Linked DNA regions of Mus musculus: region 2 is linked to region 1. A link is a contact called in public promoter capture Hi-C data. All regions are on one chromosome and are shown on one strand. The core of a region is the stretch at or near the end of the contact, and the rest is flanking DNA. Distances in the headings are between cores, read along the strand shown.

Evidence for each region. Promoter capture Hi-C pulls out the DNA fragments that hold promoters and counts their contacts.
Region 2: a promoter capture Hi-C map of hippocampal neurons shows a contact between it and region 1, with 3 times the contacts expected there. The contact joins the promoter of Cldn23 here to the enhancer-like site in region 1. A contact is called at or near these places in 12 of 39 promoter capture datasets (3T3-L1-derived adipocytes, the HPC-7 cell line, cranial neural crest and 8 more), 8 of 484 Hi-C or Micro-C datasets (CD4 T cells, bone marrow-derived macrophages, cortical neurons and 4 more), 1 of 115 datasets of contacts at active chromatin or transcription factors (embryonic stem cells) and 3 of 9 other capture datasets (adipose tissue, liver and pancreatic islet).

What each region holds. Positions count from the first base shown.
Region 1 is chr8:35,771,710-35,774,818 of GRCm38.p6, reverse strand. Gm19410 (predicted gene, 19410) reads right to left here. Exons shown (of 33, transcript NM_001370844.1): 3 at 2,928-3,047; 4 at 2,115-2,354; 5 at 1,181-1,294. Among named protein-coding and RNA genes, the nearest start is that of Gm19410, 7.5 kb to the right of the region's middle. Within about 2 kb of position 1,573, at least 18 of the 459 cell types and tissues checked have an H3K27ac peak or open chromatin away from gene starts, as enhancers often do. A contact at or near this core is called in hippocampal neurons and muscle stem cells, where this site is marked.
Region 2 is chr8:35,825,102-35,828,210 of GRCm38.p6, reverse strand. It overlaps Cldn23 (claudin 23), which reads left to right and starts at 1,652. Exons shown (of 1, transcript NM_027998.4): 1 at 1,652-3,109. The coding sequence starts at 1,879. The coding sequence ends at 2,769.

The sequences.
Region 1 (3,109 bases), core at 324-2,823:
GTCTTCCTCAATTAAATCTGTGGAGAAATCTATTTTTTTTTTCCTTAAACAAATTGATTCATTCCTCCCCCAGACATTTGCCAAATGGTTTCTATTGCTTTAATTGATTTTGTAGTTTTCTTGTACTGGATCTGCAAAGTCAAGTTGGGTCATAGAAAACCTCCAGGCTGAAAGCTGAACCAAAGTAACTTGCGTGCACCAGGCTGAGCCAAGGCTCTCCGTAGAGGGCTCGCTAGACTGGCAAAAGCTCAGTACATTGCTAAGGATGGTTGAGCCTTGGGTAAGGGTCTGTCCCTTGTTGAGACCTGTGATGTGGATGCTACCAACACTAGATGATGCGCTCCTGGCTTTACTCTAGAATTCAGAAAGCACTGTAGTATATAGGTTTTGAGCTAACTAATCTTCTTAAAGCTCAGAATTGCCCTTGATGGTTTGCAAGTTAGGGGATTTTGCTCAGTCACGAGACCAAAGCCAAGAGCTTTAATGTAATAAGCAAAAATGCAATATACTTAAATATAAGGGACAAAGATAACTGCCTCTGTGTGTGTGTGTCTGTGTGTGTGTCTGTCTCTCTGTGTGTGTCTGTGAGTGTGTGTGCCTGTGTGTGTGTGTGTGCCTGTGTGTGTGTGTGTGCCTGTGTGTGTGTGTGCCTGTATGTGTGTGCCTGTATGTGTGTGTGTGTGTGTGTGTGTCTGTGTGTCTGTGTGCGTGTGTTTCATTTCAAGCATTCTCTCAAGGAGTTGGTCCCAATGATAACTGTTGGGGTTGAAATCTGAAATGTCACCTACAGATTCTCGTGTTTGAACATGTGCTCCCCAGATAATGGTGCTATATTAGGAAGCGTGGGACCTTTGGGACATGGCAACTAGCTAGCAAAAGTGGGTCACTGGGGGCAGATCCTTCAGCGTTTTAGCCTCAGCCCCATTTCCAGCCTGACTTCTCTGCATCCCACTCTGCAGAGACGAGAAAAGCAGCAACCACACACCCCTTCTGCCTTGGACAGCACGCCTCAGCCACAGCCCATGACTGCTACCAAAATAAATCCCTGCTCCCTTAATTACTTCTGCCAGATACTTTGTCACAGCCAAGCGAAAAGTAATTAATACCGTGACTAAAGCATTAGGCTATGTCATCTCATTTCCTTAGCCTCCCGCCTCAAGCTGAGGAAGCAGTTTCTTACCACATGTCCTGGGTTCATCAGCGCCATCTGTACAGTCAGCTCTCCCATTGCACATCAGAGACTCTGGGATGCATTTCCCACTATCGCAGCTCACAGTGCCTTCTGGACAGGAGGCTGTGGAGGAAGTTGATCATTCTTTTTCATTACTACGTATAGTGGGCAGGAGTGTAGAAAGACAACTCTTTCAGTAGGTTACGTGGCAATATTTCCATAGCCTACAGAAATTCAAGTTTGGAAAGTAAAGCTTATCATTTTGAACTTTTTTCTTCTTCTTCAGGGAATCAGGGATTAAGACTCAATCACAAAAATAGCAAGACATCTGGGCACTCGACTGAAACTGTGCTAAACTTGACTGATCTGGCTTTAAATAGTTGGGATTAAAACGGTACTAGAGCCAGCCGCTTGACCCAAAATGAGTATGGCTTTAAGGAAAACTTAATTTACAAATGTTAGACGCTGAGTGTGCTACAGTGTGCAGCCTTAACTCCAGGAAATACTGAGCAGGATTCTGGTTCACCAACAAACCAGAGGCACCCCCTATCCTGGGTATTGGGGGTTGTCTTAAAGAGGAATATGGTGCTCACCACTCTTTGGAGTTAGTTTTGCCCTTTTTAGTGGGAGATTTTCCCCCATCACTATGTGAGAACAGGAGTTGTCTCTGTTCTTATGCTTCCTTCATAGACTGATGCTCAGGCTGTCTATGGATTGCTCTTCATCCCTGGGAACATTCTAGGCGATGCTCATTCAACATATAACAAGAGTTTTTAATCTAAGCAGCTCTGCGGTTCCATGGATAACTATACATTGGCTATTGCTAGGGGGCATCCTCTTCTTTGAGAAAGGATGGCAGCCTCTGCCTTGGCATGTAGACTTTGTAAAGCAGCCTGTGTACTATACCCTGCCCTTGAAATGTCAGTAGGGAAGCCAGACTTACCACAGTCCCGCTCATCTGAGGCATCCCCACAGTGATCAATGCCATCACACCTCCAGCTGTCCATGATACATGCCCTGTTTTGGCATTGCCACTGCCCAGCCAAGCAACGGATGTGGGGACAGTATGCTTTTATGGACCCATCTTCACAGCTCTGTTGGGCATCACAAGGTTCCCCAGCATCCAGACATTGAGCCTTTCCTGGACAGCGGATTTTGTAGTCCGGACATGCCGTCAAGCTCTCTGGAAGGCAGGAATTATGTGGGTGGAGGAGAACTGCTGGATTATGATGGGCCTGGGTATCTAAATGAGTGCTATGACTGTCGTGGACTCGGCCGATTTCAGAACCACTAAGAGATGCTAGTTAGATGTCATCAGTCATATGGGTGTGGCTTTCTGCACTGAAGTTTCTCACCAGAGAAGTTTTAAAAGAGTCGATGAGGTTAATAAATTTGAAAACACAAAGAAATAGTTCCAAGAGTCTCCTATAAACACCATAGACAATGTAGCATCTGGCTTAGCACACACAGCCTAAGGCTATTTCATGACTTACTTCCAGTTAGCACTGCTGATGCTGATACAAGCTGTGGGTGAGCAGAGAGATGATGGAGTGTTGAAAATAAGTTTTACAAGACTAATGAAACAACCCAGTCAGTAATGGCCCCTGTCCCTAAGCCTGCTGACATGAGTTCAATCCCTGGGAACCTGCGTTGTCCTCTGACCTCTCCACACATGTCATGGTGCATGGGGCACACACATGCACATGCACCCACACACATGTAAAGAGATGTAATTTTAAAAGTAAGCTGTACCTACCACAGTTAACCTCGTCAGAGCCATCTAAGCAGTCACTGGCGCCATCGCAAAGCCAGCTAGCAGGAATACACCTCCCATTGTCACACTGCCAGGCTTGCAGGTGTCCGAGACATGTTTGCTCTGCAGGCCAGGGTGGGATTCAATAACAGGCATGCAGGAAGATGAGCTTGTCAGAGATCATC
Region 2 (3,109 bases), core at 403-2,902, 53 kb before region 1:
TGGAGTATCCAGCTAACCCTGTGAAGGTAGAGGGGTTCAGGGATGAAGGAACACACTTGTCACTGCTAAACGGTCAGTTTGAGTTTGGAAAGATCCAGAGTCTGTAGCTCTCCAGGGATGCAGTATGATCTACAGCACTGAACAGGCTGATTTTAGTAAATAGTTTTAATTACAGCAAATTATATAAAAAATACATTTCCATTGTAAGAAATATATAGAACAGAGAAAAATATGTTAAGAAAGCATTTTTCAAGGAAAAGCATGACTCTCGCCCAATATAAAGTGAATATGTTCTAAATATGTAAAGGTATTTAAGGAGAATGTGAACAGCTCATACCTAGACCAACAGGAATGTTAAGATGAGTTTGACAGGCAGTGCCAAAGTAGGTGGTATTCAATGAGCAAAACATATTACGTTATTGTGGGTAATTATACGCTCATTATAAAAACCTTTTAAAAAAGAAACCTAAGCACGTGGATTGTAAACATTGTATTCTGTCAAATTGGCTAATTAAAGGCTGCACACTAAACCAGTGACATCAGGGATCACTGGCTCCTGCCTTTGCCGATGCAGATTTTCAAGCTGTCGTTTTTAACCAATCAAGGTGAATATCGTGCTCCTTCTAATTATATTTCATTGGTTACAAATTTGCCCTTTTCCATGAAAATAAAAAAAGCTAATTGACATTCTTTGGATAATAACCAATTATATTCCATCCTCGCAGAACCTCTGGGTTTCTCCAATACATCATAGGCCCGCCAAGTTCTGAACGGGAAAATCGAGTCAGCCTCTTATCCACTTGAAAAAAAAACGGTTTGTTATTAATTTTTAAATGTATTCACTTTACATCCCAAACAGCTCCCCTTCTCCTCCCAGTACCCCCATTTAGTTCCTTCCCTCATTCTCCTCTGAGAAGGGTGCCACCCCCACCCCCCAACACACACACATAAGTCACTGCAGGACTTTACAAGACTGAAGAGAAAACTCTTTCGCAACTCTTCAACCCAGAAATACTCTCCCTTTCATATGAGTTAAACTTCAGGCAGAGCGTGGAGACTTTATTAAGCAAGTCTAGCAAAGTTTCCATAATGCAACTGTTTGGATACACCCTGAGCCTGGAAACCGTGGTGCACACAGGTCCCGTGCATCCTGAGCGCACCACTGTGCCCTACGTGGCTGCAGATGGCAGCGCAAAACTTTCGAGGGATGCTGGTCACCAGCTGGGAGTGAAAAGAGACTTGTGTTGGCAGGGCCCACGGGCAGAGTTGGGGAGAATTGGAGGCAGTGTAGGGACGCTTTGCTTTCTGACCGGACCTGAGAAGGAAAGGGAAGAGGGGAAGGTGTAGCTAGGCGACAGGTGAGACGACACTAGCGGCCCGCCCCCTTTGTCCCGCCTACAAGCGCGCAGGCAGTGCGAGAGAGCGAGGGCGGGGCGACCTTTGCTCGAGCCCTAAACCATCCGGGCGGGCTGGGAGGAGTGGCCGGGCTAGGAGGAGCGGCTGGGCTAGGGTGGGGTGTCCGGGTCCTCAGAGTCCGAGGTCGCCTCCTTGCCAAGTGGCCCTGGCGCTCCCGCCCCTCCCACCCGGTAGGGTTTGGCCTTGGGGGCCGCACCTGGGCGCGCGGTTTCGGTCTGACCGGACTCGGAGCTGGTTTCGATTAGGGACAGCGGCTGGGCGAGAGGGCGGAGCGGTTGGGACGCGAGAGAGGAGGGGACTTGGTGTGAGAGGCTCAGTGGGGACAGTTCCGCGCGAGAGACAAAGAGCGCCCAGAGAGCGCAGCGAGCATCGCTGCTACCCAGCCCGGCAACCTCGCAGATTCGAGGACAGGGTGCGCAGCGGAGCAGCCACAGCTGCTAGGGACCCAAGAGGCTACGCAGGATGCGGACGCCGGTGGTGATGACGCTGGGCATGGTGCTCACGCCCTGCGGGTTGCTGCTTAATCTTGTCAGTACACTGGCCCCGGGCTGGCGGCTGGTGAAGGGCTTTCTGGACCAGCCAGTGGACGTGGTGCTGTACCAGGGGCTGTGGGACATATGTCGCGAGCAGAGCAGTCGCGAACGCGAGTGCGGCCAGCCCGACGAGTGGAACTACTTCCAGACCCAGCCTGTGCAGGTGGCCCGGGGACTCATGATCACGTCACTGGCCACTACCGCCCTAGGGCTGCTGCTGGCTTCCCTCGGTGTGCGCTGTTGGCAAGATGAGCCCCACTACGGGCTAGCGGGCCTCTCTGGCGTGGTGTTTTTCGTCGCTGGCCTCTTCAGCCTCATCCCGGTCTCCTGGTATAACCACTTCTTGTCAGATCCCGACGTCCTGGCCGCCCCGAGCTCGCCGGTCACGGTGCAGGTCAGCTACAGCCTGGTGCTGGGCTACCTAGGCAGCTGCCTGCTGCTTCTGGGCGGCTTCTCTCTGGCGCTCAGCTTTGCGCCCTGGTGTGAAGAGCGTTGTCGCCGCTGTCGCAAGGCGCCCCCAGCAGGCCCGCGCCGCAGCAGCATCAGCACCGTCTACGTGGACTGGCCGGAACCAGCGCTCACACCTGCCATCAAGTACTACAGCGACGGACAGCATCGGCCTCCTCCCACCGCAGAGCACAGGGACACCAGCAAGCTCAAGGTTGGATTCCCGATGCCACGACCGCCACCCAAGTCCTACACCAACCCGATGGATGTGCTTGAGGGAGAAGAAAAGAAGACAGCCACCTCCCAAGGTGGTTCCTCCTCTCGCAGCACTCGGCCCTGCCAAAATTCGCTGCCCTGTGACTCCGACCTGTAGACAGGGTTCACCTGAGCTCTGCCTGGAGTCTGAGGGTGACTTGAACTTCTGCCAGTACATCTGCAACTAGAACCCTGGTCGCCTTCCTCTAACTGGAGGGCAAGCCTTCCTTTTCTAGGGCCAAACTCCTCTCCAAATACTAGGTTGGGTTCATTTATCTTTTAAGGAGTTTTACTTTTCTCTCCAGAGGGACCAGGTCTTCTTATGCAGTGACAAGAGTGCGTAGTGTTTTCTTTGCATACTGTTCATCGCAGTAGCAACAAAATTGCAATCAGCCAACAGGCTTTAAAACGTCCCTGAACGTACAGTATTCTAAGTTACCGTGAGCCTTCACAAACAT